Linked DNA regions of Mus musculus: all the other regions are linked to region 1. A link is a contact called in public promoter capture Hi-C data. All regions are on one chromosome and are shown on one strand. The core of a region is the stretch at or near the end of the contact, and the rest is flanking DNA. Distances in the headings are between cores, read along the strand shown.

What was found. Capture Hi-C pulls out chosen DNA fragments and counts their contacts.
Region 2: a contact with region 1 is called in a promoter capture Hi-C map of liver. The contact joins two enhancer-like sites. A contact is called at or near these places in 7 of 39 promoter capture datasets (the 3T3-L1 cell line, 3T3-L1-derived adipocytes, embryonic stem cells and 3 more), 5 of 484 Hi-C or Micro-C datasets (bone marrow-derived macrophages, colorectal tumor organoids and embryonic stem cells), 5 of 115 datasets of contacts at active chromatin or transcription factors (bone marrow-derived macrophages, effector CD8 T cells, embryonic stem cells and 2 more) and 3 of 9 other capture datasets (adipose tissue, liver and pancreatic islet).
Region 3: a promoter capture Hi-C map of liver shows a contact between it and region 1. The contact joins two enhancer-like sites. A contact is called at or near these places in 1 of 115 datasets of contacts at active chromatin or transcription factors (pancreatic cancer cells) and 2 of 9 other capture datasets (adipose tissue and liver).

What each region holds. Positions count from the first base shown.
Region 1 is chr2:143,949,598-143,954,049 of GRCm38.p6, reverse strand. It overlaps Rrbp1 (ribosome binding protein 1), which reads left to right. Exons shown (of 24, transcript NM_024281.2): 17 at 37-108; 18 at 721-816; 19 at 1,775-1,858; 20 at 3,527-3,622; 21 at 4,295-4,378. Among named protein-coding and RNA genes, the nearest start is that of Gm33804, 12 kb to the right of the region's middle. Within about 2 kb of position 2,834, at least 37 of the 459 cell types and tissues checked have an H3K27ac peak or open chromatin away from gene starts, as enhancers often do. A contact at or near this core is called in adipose tissue and liver, where this site is marked.
Region 2 is chr2:144,228,082-144,232,085 of GRCm38.p6, reverse strand. No RefSeq gene overlaps it. Among named protein-coding and RNA genes, the nearest start is that of Banf2os, 22 kb to the right of the region's middle. Within about 2 kb of position 1,360, at least 95 of the 459 cell types and tissues checked have an H3K27ac peak or open chromatin away from gene starts, as enhancers often do. A contact at or near this core is called in adipose tissue and liver, where this site is marked.
Region 3 is chr2:144,386,139-144,390,108 of GRCm38.p6, reverse strand. It overlaps Kat14 (lysine acetyltransferase 14), which reads right to left. Exons shown (of 11, transcript NM_181417.3): 5 at 753-934. Among named protein-coding and RNA genes, the nearest start is that of Kat14, 19 kb to the right of the region's middle. Within about 2 kb of position 1,493, at least 19 of the 459 cell types and tissues checked have an H3K27ac peak or open chromatin away from gene starts, as enhancers often do. A contact at or near this core is called in liver, where this site is marked.

The DNA of each region.
Region 1 (4,452 bases), core at 1,585-4,084:
CCAGATTCTCACGCCTGATGAGTCTTCTCTCTTTAGTCACGGGTCACAGTGAAACATCTAGAAGACATTGTGGAGAAGCTAAAAGGAGAACTTGAAAGCTCAGATCAGGTATGTCTTTCTCTTTCTGAGGGTTCTTTTCTGTTGTGCTATGAATTTGCTGGTCATGTTCTGACAGCCACGCAAAGATTGCATGGGTCCTTGTTCTTTTTTTTTTCCCATGGACCACATGTCCAAGGAGGCTGTCCTCCTCTAAGCAAGGGCTTTATCCTATGTAGCCTCAGTGATAAACTTTTACTCCCTTAGAGTGGCCTTAGAGTCATGGGGTGTATAGTTCTGGCTAGCAGTGGCTTTAGTTGTAAACTTCAGAATTAAGAATTAGTCAAGAATTAAGGGGCCTGATGCTCTTTAGGATACTGCAGCAAACTCTGGCCTTTGTAAAGGTGCCCTGTAGCCTAAGCTTTGCCAATACACATCTAAGAACTGCTCTGCCCACTCCTCCTGAAGCCCGAGGACTGGGGAGGACTCAGCAGGGCTGTAATTTCAGTTCGCTGTTCAGTAGTGTGAGGGACAGGCTTTCTCGCCAGTGATGGTTCCCTTACTGATCTCAGTTTACCCAGTGGCACTTTACCTTTGCTTGTTTCAGGAGCAGCCAGAGTTTGCATGGTTAGGGCCCCTGCTGGCTAGTGAGAGGCTGACCGTGTCCATGTCTGTCCCATCCAGGTAAGGGAGCACACATCACATCTGGAAGCGGAGCTGGAGAAGCACATGGCAGCGGCCAGTGCAGAGTGTCAGAATTATGCCAAGGAGGTGGCAGGGGTGAGTGATTCCATCATTCCAAGTCCTGCTCCCAAGTGGCCCCTGCCCCAGGAAACTAGATTATTCCCAGTGATTCCTTTACTGTTTGTGTGTTTGTCAGCAGGAGCCTAAGAGCTGGGTTTTCAGACTTTCACCCAACACCCTGCAGATGCCCCTTTGGATTGATAGCCCTGGGCACTTGGGGCAGATTTCAGAAAGGGAGCCCCAAGGCAGGGCAGGGGCAAAGCCTTCTTTGTGAGAGTGGTCCCTCATGCTCTGGCTGGCCCATCAGCGTGTGGCTCTCTACCTGACTTGCTGTGGTCATTTTTAGCTGACACTGGATTTTAATCAGTCTCTGTCTTCTGATTTCAGAAGTAGAACTCCCAAGCCTGGTACCTTTAGTCTAGTTTTGATTGCAAACTTTTGCTCTTTAACATGAGACAATGGGCAGGTGTCTTAGGGTTTCTGTTGCTGTGAAGAGACATAACCATGGCAACTTTTATAAAGGGAAACATTTAATTGGGGCTGGCTTTCAGTTCAAGGTTTAGTCTAATTATTGTCATGGTGGGAAGCATGATGGTATGCAGGCGGACACAGTGCTGGAGACGTAGCTGAGAGTTCTGTATCCTGATCAGCAGGCAGCAAGAAGTGAACTATGAGCTAGTAGGCCTGGTGTGAACTTCTGAGACATCAAACCCCACCTGCTAGTGACACACTTCCTTTAGCAAAGCCACACCTACTCCCACAAGACCATGCCCCCTAATAATGCCTACTCCCTATAGGCCTATTGGGACCATTTTCATTAAAACCACCAAAGCAGGTGTTTGTGAAAAGCCTGGGTGTAGGACATTGTTCCTGTAGGACATCTGTCCCTGTGCTGTGTACATCTCCAGGGCTTGGATTCTGGCTCAAGTTTAGGTGTGGACTCATTGTAACTTTTCCCCCCTCCTTTACCCTCATCTGGTTGTTTCCCCTCAAGTTAAGGCAGCTTCTGCTAGAATCGCAGTCTCAGCTGGATGAAGCCAAGAGTGAAGCCCAGAAACAAAGCGATGAGCTTGCCCTGGTAGGTTGACTTAGGTCCTGGGCAGGGGTGTATGATACGGGGTATGCATGTGATGTAACTTGATATCCATGTGGAGTGTCTGCAGCTTAGCAGGGTATGTCATACATTAGTCATGTAGGGCAAGCTTAGGGGGACTACAGCAGTTTGCATAAAACTTAGTTGGGCTTGTAGCTGCCAGGGACCAGAATGTTCACATTCTGTTTCCTGTCTTTGGGCAGATCTGGCATCTGCTCAAGACCATGGGCTGTGGGACATGTAGGCCTTAGTAGCCTGTTTGGTCAGCTGAGCAGCCCAGGATACAGGACTCCTGATACCACAGGAGAGTCCTTTAAAGCCTTTAGGCATGTCTGTGCTTTCTGCATGCTTTCCTGCTTCAATGATGGAACTGGCCTTGCCAGTCTTACAGTTATACGGGATGACCTGCTCCTTCTGGCCCTCTGCCAGGCACTGAGAGCAGATAAACCTGTACAGAGATGTGAGGAGTGGCCCTGTGCACATTGCCTCTTGTAGTCCAGTAGTTTTCCCAGTTTGCCGCTGCTGTGTCTGGAACCATGTCCCAGCTGCTTGGTCTCCCTCCTGGTCCCCAGCCCTGGCCCTAGGCAGCAGCCTGTGCAGCTGCAGCTATCTTCCCTTTATCTTCATTGCCATTTTGAAAACCTTGAAGTAGATGTCAACATTTGAAATTTGGAGATTGAACATGTGCTGTCCAGGAGAGCAGCTCTGGTGTGTTGACTCCACACTTTCTCCTAAGCCCAGCTCCCTGCATCCAGGTTTTAGGCCTTGTCCAGACTACCACACTACAAGTAGATGCTGTCTGGGCCAAGCCTCCCAAATTTAAGGCTGCCATTCTCAGCCATTTGCTAGGTTGGGTCTGGGTAAGAGCCCCCCACTACACCCCCCCCCCCCATGGGACACAGCCCAGCCAAGGCATGTACACAGACCGTGCCTGCCAAGGGTTCTTGTCACCTTTGAACTGTGCTCTTTGCTTTCTGCACTCTGGGGCATTTGAGAAGGCTAAGTGGAGACTGAGGCCACCCAGGTCTCCTAAAGAGCTTATGAGTTCTGTCCCCAGGCCTTCTGACTGGGACCTTTCCCAAGCAACCTGTGTGACTTTGCTGGTCTTCAGATGGAAGGCCCAGTGGTCTGGTGGACCCAGAGAATTACAAGGCAATAATATGGTCTTACTATTTTGTCCAAGCCCCCAAAAGGCTGTGAACAGGACACTACATCCTTGAATAATTGGAATGGGACATGTTGTCAGTTACCTCTGTTCCATGTGGACTCCCTGGTTTTGTGTGGTTGCTCCTGGGGGAGAGGGGTGTTGCCTCACAGGTTCACTTCAAAAAATACACATGGCTCTCATTAGTCAAGGGGCTTGTTGGCCTCAAGGCTTTTGAGATGCTGAGTGGAGTATCCCTCCTGCACTAGGGAACATAAATATTGATCACAGATGGCAGACCTTTACTCTTCCTATGTCTCTGAGGAGTCTCTCTCTCCCCCTCCTGGTCCCCCTCCCCTTCCCTCTCCCCCCTCCCCTCCCCTCTCCCCACTCCCTTTCTCTCCCTCTCCCCCCTCCCATCTCTCTGGCGAGTGCATGGGTGCTTGTGTGTGTGCATGGGTGCATTCCACTGGTGTGTATTTGCACAAACCCACCCCTCCCTGTTTCAGGTCAGGCAGCAGTTGAGTGACATGAGGAGCCACGTAGAGGATGGTGACGTGGCTGGGTCTCCAGCTGTCCCTCCAGCCGAGCAGGACCCTATGAAGGTTAGGGTGATAAGCTGGTCCTCACCCCTAACATCACATGGTGCTCAGGGGTGGGCAGCCTATGTGCTGATTAAACTGAGTGCAGGTACTTCAGTCCCCACTGCTAGCCACCTCCTCATCCCGTGTGATCTGGGTGAGAGGACCCAGAATGGAAGGGTGTAGAGCTAAGGGCGGGTGGCTAGGGCCCTTGGCCCTTACTACACAAGGAAGGGACTTTTGGACCTGTGTGTAGCTTGGGTTTGGGTAGCCACAGAGGAGATTTGTCTTTAGCTGTGGCCCTTTACTGGGGCATTGCTAGCCGGACATCTGTCTTCCAGAGTTTTGACCAAAAGATCAGTTACCAAGAGCAATTGGCAAGAGGCAGGGACCTATCATTGGGCTCCCATTGTAGACCATGTCCTGCCCCATGGCTTTGGGGTCTTTCCTGCCCTGTGAGTCCTGTGAAAGGCTTAGAGTCTAGTGTTTTCCCCAGCACCTTTTTGCGACTTCTCTGGTTCTCTCCTGAGTCTTGAGGCACTCTCTCCCCAGAAATGAGAGTGCTGAGAGTGACTTAGGGTGGGGAAAGGCCCAGGGAATCCTAGAAATAGCTTGAAGGGGGAGCCTGCAGTTACAGTCTGCCCCAGAGGGGCCTCTGCGAGCCTCTCCAGTCCAACTTGTGTTATCTCCATACAGTTGAAAACACAGCTGGAGCGGACAGAAGCCACCCTGGAGGCTGAGCAGACACGGCGGCAGAAGCTCACAGCTGAGTTTGAGGAGGTTAGGTTCTGCCTAGTGGCCCCAGCTCCTACAAGCGTCTTGAGAGCTTGGGCATCATCTCTGTCCTTCCCAAC
Region 2 (4,004 bases), core at 111-2,610, 280 kb before region 1:
CTATGAACCTGGGGCTTGAGTTTTCTCTGACTGTAAGCTAAACCTAGGAGCCCTACCAATCTTCCTGTCTTCAAACTCCTTGGAACTAGGGTTACAGGTGCGAGCAGGGCACCCAGCTTGTTATGTGGATGCTGGGATCCACAGTAGTCCTCATGATTTCACAGCAACACTCCAGCCCTCTGGCCATTTCAAGTCCATTTATCTTAATTATGAAGATGAATGATCAGAAGCAGAATATGATATCGTATGCTTTTTGAGGACTCTGTCTACGATGGGCATTTTAAAAAATTCAATTATAAACTAAAAGCCAGGCTTGCTGGCTAGCAACTATCATCCTAGCACTCAGAAGGTTGAAGCAGGGGGATCATGGGTTAGCTAACCTGAGCTACTCATGAGACTCTGTCTCAAAAGAAAAAAAAATTAACAGATTCTCACTGTGTAGCCTTGACTAGCAATGTGGACCAGGCTGGCCTCAAACGCACAGATATCTGCCTGCCTCTGCCTGGAGAGTGCTGGGATTAAAGTGCAGCCCCCCCCCAGTATGATTCTTATTAAATTTTATTTTATTTTGAGACCTGATTGCATATGTAGATCAGACTAGCCTCGGGTTTCCAATTCTCTTGCCTCCCTCCCCATATGTGGCACTTCATGTGTGCCCCACTGTCCCCCCTCTGAAATTAAGCAGATCTTGATAGGCAGCTTGGTCCAATGAAGAAAAACCCAAGAGATCAACAAACCACATCCTTGGGTGTGTCTGTGAGGTCATTTCCCCAGACATTAACCACCCTGAATGTAGGAGTGCAGTGCATCTAATAACCTGGAGGCTCTGATGGAATAAAAGAGAGGAAGGGAGCCGTTGGTGAGCACGGGCGCATTGTTTCCTGTTTTTTGCTGGCCATGAAGCGAGCATTTTCTGCCCCACCATCCATCCTGTTGCTGTGATCTCTAGCTCAGCATCATGCTCAAATCCATGAATCCAGCTGACCATGACTGGAGCCTCAGAAGCGTAGAAAAAGTGTCTGTGATGGAGTTACAGGGAGGAAAGGCAGGACAACATGCCGCACGTCTCACCTAAGTTATCAGATTCACACATGTATAGCCATGTGTCATACATGTGTGATATTTGCTTGTTGTTATTTGTTTACTGAAGGAGATCTGGCTTCTGGTGTTGAATGTATCATTTTTCATGGCTGCTCTGGCTGTGTCAGACATGTAAGTTATTAAAGGCTAATTAGTCCCCTTACCGCTCCTCTGTGACATGGTTGTAATAAATGCCAGGTCCCCTCCCACTCCTCATGACAGTTTGGGCTCTGCTCATGCTGGACTCTGACCCTGTAGGCAAACACCCAGCATTCCGCAGACACCTTGCCAAATGGGTTTCCGTTTGTCAGGAAGAGCCGTTTCTTTCTTATCTGCTCCTACAGTCCCCAAACCTCCGGTGAGGGCTCCTAGTTCTCTGTCAGCGTGAAAACTCACCCAACAGATCAGAGTCCATGCTAGTCCCCAGGCTGCTCCTGCTAACCTGCTCTCCTCTCAGCTCAGATACTGTTCTCTTCATAACCCTCAAGACTTTCCCCTGGTCCGTCTCTCTCTGCTTTTCCTTTGAGAGATAGCCTTGGCAGTTTATTCCATCCACAGAGCCTCCATTTCAGCGTTTTTGTTTTTTGTTTTTGTTTTTTTCTCTGTACTCCATTGGCATGCTCCATTTATACCATACGAGCTGGGGTTATTTCTGTTATATTATTTAAAAGCAGCTGCACACAGAATGAGAGTGGAGTGGTAAGGTTGGGGATGGGGAAAGCACAGTACTTGCCATTATGCCCTGCACTCTTGGGAAGCAGAGGCAGGCTGATCTCTGAGTTTGAGGCTCGCCTGGTCTACAGAGTGAGTTCTAAGATGGCCAAGGCTACACAGAGTAACCCTGACTCAAAAACAAACAAACAAACAAACAAACACCACACACAAAAAACCCCAAATAAATAAATAAATAGAAACATAAATAAATAAATAAACAAATAGCTTAATTACATAAAAACAGGTGTAGAGCGACAGAGGTGGAAAGAAAGGCTTGGCCAGACCTTAGGTGGGGCGGCGTTTATTCACTGTGAGGAGGTATTTTGTCACAGATGTGCAGATGCTCAAGATGCTTAGAGGAAAGGGTGGGATGCAACAGTCGACAGGGGCGGAGACAGCTCTGTAGTCGGCTGGGAAGTGTAGTCTTTCAGGAGGAGATTCTCAGTTTCTGCTCACGTGTCAGACATAATTTAGGAGAGGAAACGGAGTCCGTTGTGTTTCCCTGAGTGCGTTTTCCTTGAGGTATTTTCCTGAGCTCCAGGTGCCTTCTTTTGATCCATTTCTTTCCGTTAGAAAAATTCCTTTAACCAGTCTTTTAGCCCAGGCCTGCCAGAAAGCGTGCCATCTTTGTCCGCCGAAGGCCATGCTCCCGTTCTCTTACTGACTTCAACCTCATCCTTAAGTTTTACTATGATTGTCTCATGGATTTTTTTTGGGGGGGGGATATCCTGTTTGGGGTTTGTGGAGTTTCTATTTAAAAAAGATTTTATTTTTATTTTTTTTTTTATTTTTTTTATTTTTTATTTTTTATTTTTTTTTTAAGATTTATTTATTTATATGTAAGTACACTGTAGCTGTCTTCAGACACCAGAAGAGGGCATTGGACCCCATTGCAGATGGTTGTGAGCCACCATGTGGTTGCTGGGAATTGAACTCAGGACCTCTGGAAGAGCAGTCAGTGCTCTTAACCACAGAGCCATCTCTCCAGCCCAAGATTTTATTTTTAAGTGTGTCTGTGTGTGTGTGTGTGTGTGTATCTCCTTGGGAGTTCTGGTACCCTCAGAGGCTAGAGGTGTTAGATCCCCCAGGAGTTGGAGTTACAGGCAGGCGCACTGCCGGGTGAGGGAGTTAAGAGGTGCACTCCGGCTTCACAGGAGCAGTTAGCTTCAAGCAGTTACTGCTGAGCCCTTTCTCCAGCTCACACAGCTGTAAGCCTGACGCTGTTTAGCTTTTCTTTTTTTTTTTTTTAGGCAAACTAGGAAGTTTATAGTCATTATTTTTTTAGCTGCTTTTCTGTTTCAACCTCTTCATCCCTTCCCTTTACTCCAGTGACACGGGTGTCAGCTCTTTGATCACAGTCCCACGGGTCTGAGACTTTTATTTTTGCCCATTTTAAAAAAAAGTCTATTTTCCTTCTGTTTTGAGTCAGGTGACTGTGGTCTTGTGAGACTGTTTTCCTTAGTAGTTTGACTAAAGAGCACACCTCCCCTCCCCACCTCCTTCCTCTCTCCTCTGGGCTTTCTTCCCCCTCCTATGCCCTCCCCTCTCCTGCCCTCCCCTGCCCTCCCCTCCCTTTCTAGTGCATCTGTTTGTATTCGGAGACTGTGGTCTCTTCAGGCACCTGCTCCGGAATACATGAGGTCAAAAGAAAAGTCAGGGGAGCGGGACCTGATGACACACGCCTTTAATCACGGCACTGTGAGGTAGAGGCAGGTGGATCTCTATGAGATTGGAGCCAGCCTGGTCTACATAGCGAATTCCAGGTCAGCCAAGGCTATGAACTGAGATCCTGTGCCAAAAATCGAAAAGACTTAAAAAAAAAAAAGCCCAGGTTTCCAGGCCCCCCCATAGTCATGGCCTCTTCTTTTTCCCTTTTCCTTCTGGAGTCTCCTCACACTTATTTTGTGTGTTATGGTTAAGGTTTTTAGCTGTACTGAGAAGGAAGAAGAAGGAGAAACTTGCCTATCCCACATCCCTACAAACAGAAGTCTACTTCTATTTAATGGAACTTTACAATCTTGGCTTATATTATTGACTTCCACAAACACCATTTTTTCCCCTTCATTTTTGTTTTTAGATAAGGTCTCACTATGTAGTCCAGGCTGGCCTACCTGGCTATTCTCCTGCCTCTACCTCCACAGTGCTGGGCTTACACCTGACTCTTCCTTTCCACCTGCTTCTGATTCCTGGCACCCAGCTCTTGTCTCAGG
Region 3 (3,970 bases), core at 244-2,743, 440 kb before region 1:
AGGCAGGCAGATTTCTATGGGGTGAGGCTAGCCTGGTCTACAGAGCTAGATTCAGGACACCCAAGGCTACACAAAGAAACCATGTCTCAAAAAATCAAAGTTTTCTAGATTAAAAAAATAAAAATCAACATGTGATAATAAGGAGTTAAAATGCTATTTAAACAAAATGGCATCACAGTCATCCTATAAAGAGAAAGAACATCCTAGAGACACAGACTGAACTATTTAAGGATAAAATGTTTCTAAACAAGTCAAAGATGCAGATGAGCGGAGAGTCGGACTAGAGAACCGGATCACTGGCAACACTGGAGTGACCACTGCTGAGGTGAGGGAGGACCGGCTCTCACACTCTTCTCTACTCCTTCAAGTGGGCTTCCATTTCTACAATAAAAAGCTTAAAGGCGATCAGGCTGAAAACAACCTTCTGTTTCACGCAATGGTTTATGCTGGTAATCCCAACCCTTGGGAGGCAGAGGCAGGAGGATGGTTCAAAGCTAAGGCCAGCATGTGCTACAAGTGAGTCCCAGGACAGCTTTGACTAGAGACCATATGAAGACAGGCAAACAGAAAGAACAGAGGGTGGGGAGGCCACCAAAGGAGATGACAAAACGAGTGACTTCCTTAGGAAATGACAGTATGTTTTCTATAGTATTCAACCCCTGAGCCTGTGAAACTGTCCTGCTCACAGCCCCAGAGGCAGCAAGTGGGCGCTGGGGAGTCTCGGGCCCAGGCTGGGACTTCTCACAATTTACCTTTCACTTTCAAGGTGGAGGCAGCCAGCTTCTCTCCCTCCGGCCTCATGGTTGGGGGTCTGTTATGAACAAGTTTCCACCATCCGGGCTCTCCAAACTCCTGAGCACCTGACCGGAAATAAACAGGGCTTCCCACGCTGAGGCAGCCTGCTACTGTGCTCCACCACGTCGACGTCTTTTTCCTAAAGCGCAGAGAATTTCAACGCTATAGATACTTCCATTTGATCACAGCAGAGAAAGTACATTCGACATAAACTCACTGATTCCTGGCTGCCAGCTGCTGTACAGCCTGCACTGGGGGAAGAAATAGAGCACAGCAGCCCAGAGCCAGGGGTGGGATCTGCCTGCCTTTACATCCTTGCTGTGTCACCTTCCAGCTGTGGTAGTTTCTTCCTCTGAGAAACCAGGATAACAGAATTACCTTATTGGGTGGCTAAGAGATCAAATGAAGTAATTCAAACATAAAACACTTATCACAGCCAGATGCAAAGGCACTCGCATTTAATCTCAGCACTTGCAGAGGCAGAGGCAGGAATATCTCTGAGTTCAAGGTCATTCTGTTCTACAAGTCAGAGTTTCAGGACACCCGGGACTACACGAGAGATCCTGTCTCAAAAGACAACAAAACAAACAGACTAAAAGCAACCACTTCATCAATCAATCATCACAGGGGGAAAAGCTGGCTTGCTTTGTTGACTATGAGCCTGGGCATTGATGGCACAGTTAATCATTAGTCCTAGTGAATAGCTGTTGCACCCAGAGAACACATCTCTGTCTGATTCACTGTGCCCTGCCTGACATACCAGAGTGGTTCCTAGGCATGCTTCAAAGACAGCAGATATAACGAAGTAAAGACAGAGAGGCTGAAGGCCAACTATTCATCCACTAAAAATTACTTTAATGGCCACAATTTCTATGTTACAGATATAAATCAATTACCAGAAATTCTCAGAAATGAACTTTTACAGAAGGAGTACAATCTTTTGCCAAAAAAAAAAAAAAAAAAAAAAAAGCTTCAAACATGTACTAGAAAAGGAAGAGAAAACCTTTAGCAGCAAGAGCTACACTTTGGGAGAGTCTCCAATCCATATGCAAAGGCTTGATCTCAGAGTGGGGCTGCTGGGGGTGTGGACATTTAAGAAGTGTGTCTTATGGGAGGTCCTTAAGCCATTGGGCTTGCTCCCTTAGTCTCTCCCTCAGTCCTTCCCTGTCTCTCTGTTCCTGGCTCTAAAAATGACAGCTTGTTTTGACACATACTGACACCAAGATAGACTATCAGAGGCTCAGCCAAAGTGTCGCCTGATCACAGGACTGAACAGGCAAAAGGACCCTCTTTCTTTCATGAGTTAGCCCGTGACAGTGCTGAAGTTCTTTCCTTCATAAGGACCCTGCAGCAGGTAACCCGTTACAGTGACAGGAAGCTGGCAAAGCAGCTCTATCTTCCTCCCAGGCCACCTCTGGGCTCCGAGCACCTCTCCTTCATCCTCATTTTTTTAACCTTTCCAACCTATCGCACTCACTCAGAGCTAAGACGATGAGAGAAACTGTCCTTGCTTTCTCTTCACCACCCTTCCCTCAGCCCTAACACCAGTAATTCTTAATGAAAGGTCCAAAGACACCTGGTGCTCAAGCCTCTCTGAGCATGTAAGATAAAAATTATTTTTAAGCCGGGCGTGGTGGCGCACACCTTTAGTTCCAGTACTCGGGAGGCAGAGGCAGGCAGATTTCTGAGTTCAAGGCCAGCCTGGTCTACAAAGTGAGTTCCAGGACAGCCAGGGCTATACAGAGAAACCCTGTCTCGAAAAACCAAAAAAAAAAAAAAATTAATTTTAGGGGGCTGGAGAGATGGCTCAGCGGTTAAGAGCACTGACTGCTCTTCTGAAGATCCTGAGTTCAAATCCCTGCAGCCACATGATGGCTCACAACCATCCATAATGAGATCTGACGCCCTCTTCTGGTGTGTCTGAAGACAGCTACAGTGTACACATATAATAATAAATACATTTTTGGGCTGAAGCGAGCAGGGGCTGGAGCCAGCAGAGGTCTTAAGTTAATTCCCAGCAACCACATGAAGGCTCACAACCATCTGTACTGCTACAGTGTACTCACATACATAAAATAAGTAAACAAATCTTTAAAATGTAGTTTTAGAATATTAAGGTGTTTGCCTTTTCATGTTAATTTTTTACAAGTGTTTAGTAGTTTCCAATGACAATGACATGTGACAGTCAACGTACTGAATATGGAAGATGAGAACCAATCTTCAAAAAGTCAGATATTATTGAGATTTGCAAACAAAGAAAAGAATGCCACTTTTCATTTTGTTTTATCAAACACCTTTTTTCATAAAGGTGTTCTCGCTGTTCGGGGGCTGGGGGCGCATAGACGGAGGTGCAGGTGCCAACATCAGCCAATTTGTGGGACTGCATGTTCACATATGGGTCCTGGGGGCTGAGCTCAGCTCATCAGCCTCAGCGGCAAGCTCGTTTACCCTGAGTCACTTCATTGGCCCAGATGTATGTTATTTTGTTTAAAAATAAATGTTTTTAAATTTCTCCTTAATTTTCTAAAATGGCAAATATTAAAATATGCACAATTAATATAAACAATGGCTATTTGTAATCCTAATAATGTTTAAGAGTATAAATAGAACCTAAGACCAAAAGGTTTAAGGATCACACTCCTTCAAATGTGGTGGTAGTGGTGGTGGTGGTGGTTGCTGAGACAGGGTCTCACTATGTTGCTTGGCTGGCATGGAAAACTCTCTATTTTTTACTTTATGTATACAGATGTTTTGCCTGAACATATGACTGTGTACCGTGTGTGCAGAGTGCTGGAGGAAGCCAGAAGTCAGATCTTCTGGGACTGGAGACAGTTATGAGCCAACACGTGTGTGCTAGGAATAGAACCCTAATCCCCTTGAAGAACAGCCAGTACTATTAACCCTTTCTCTCCAATCCCATGGAACTCTCTATATAGGCCAGCTAACCTTGAACTCTCAGAGGCCCACCTGCCTCATCTTCCAAACACTTCAATTAAACACATGTGCCACCACAGGCACCACATTCCACGCAAATGAAATACTGGGATAGTCGAAAGCCCCAGGTCTGTGGGGCTGCAAGAGAGAAGGAGAGCTGTCCAAAGTGTGCAGTGCTTCAGATCTGCTGGATCAGAGTGCCAGAGATCTTTGCCCAGCACTGTGAATATTCTTAGCACTA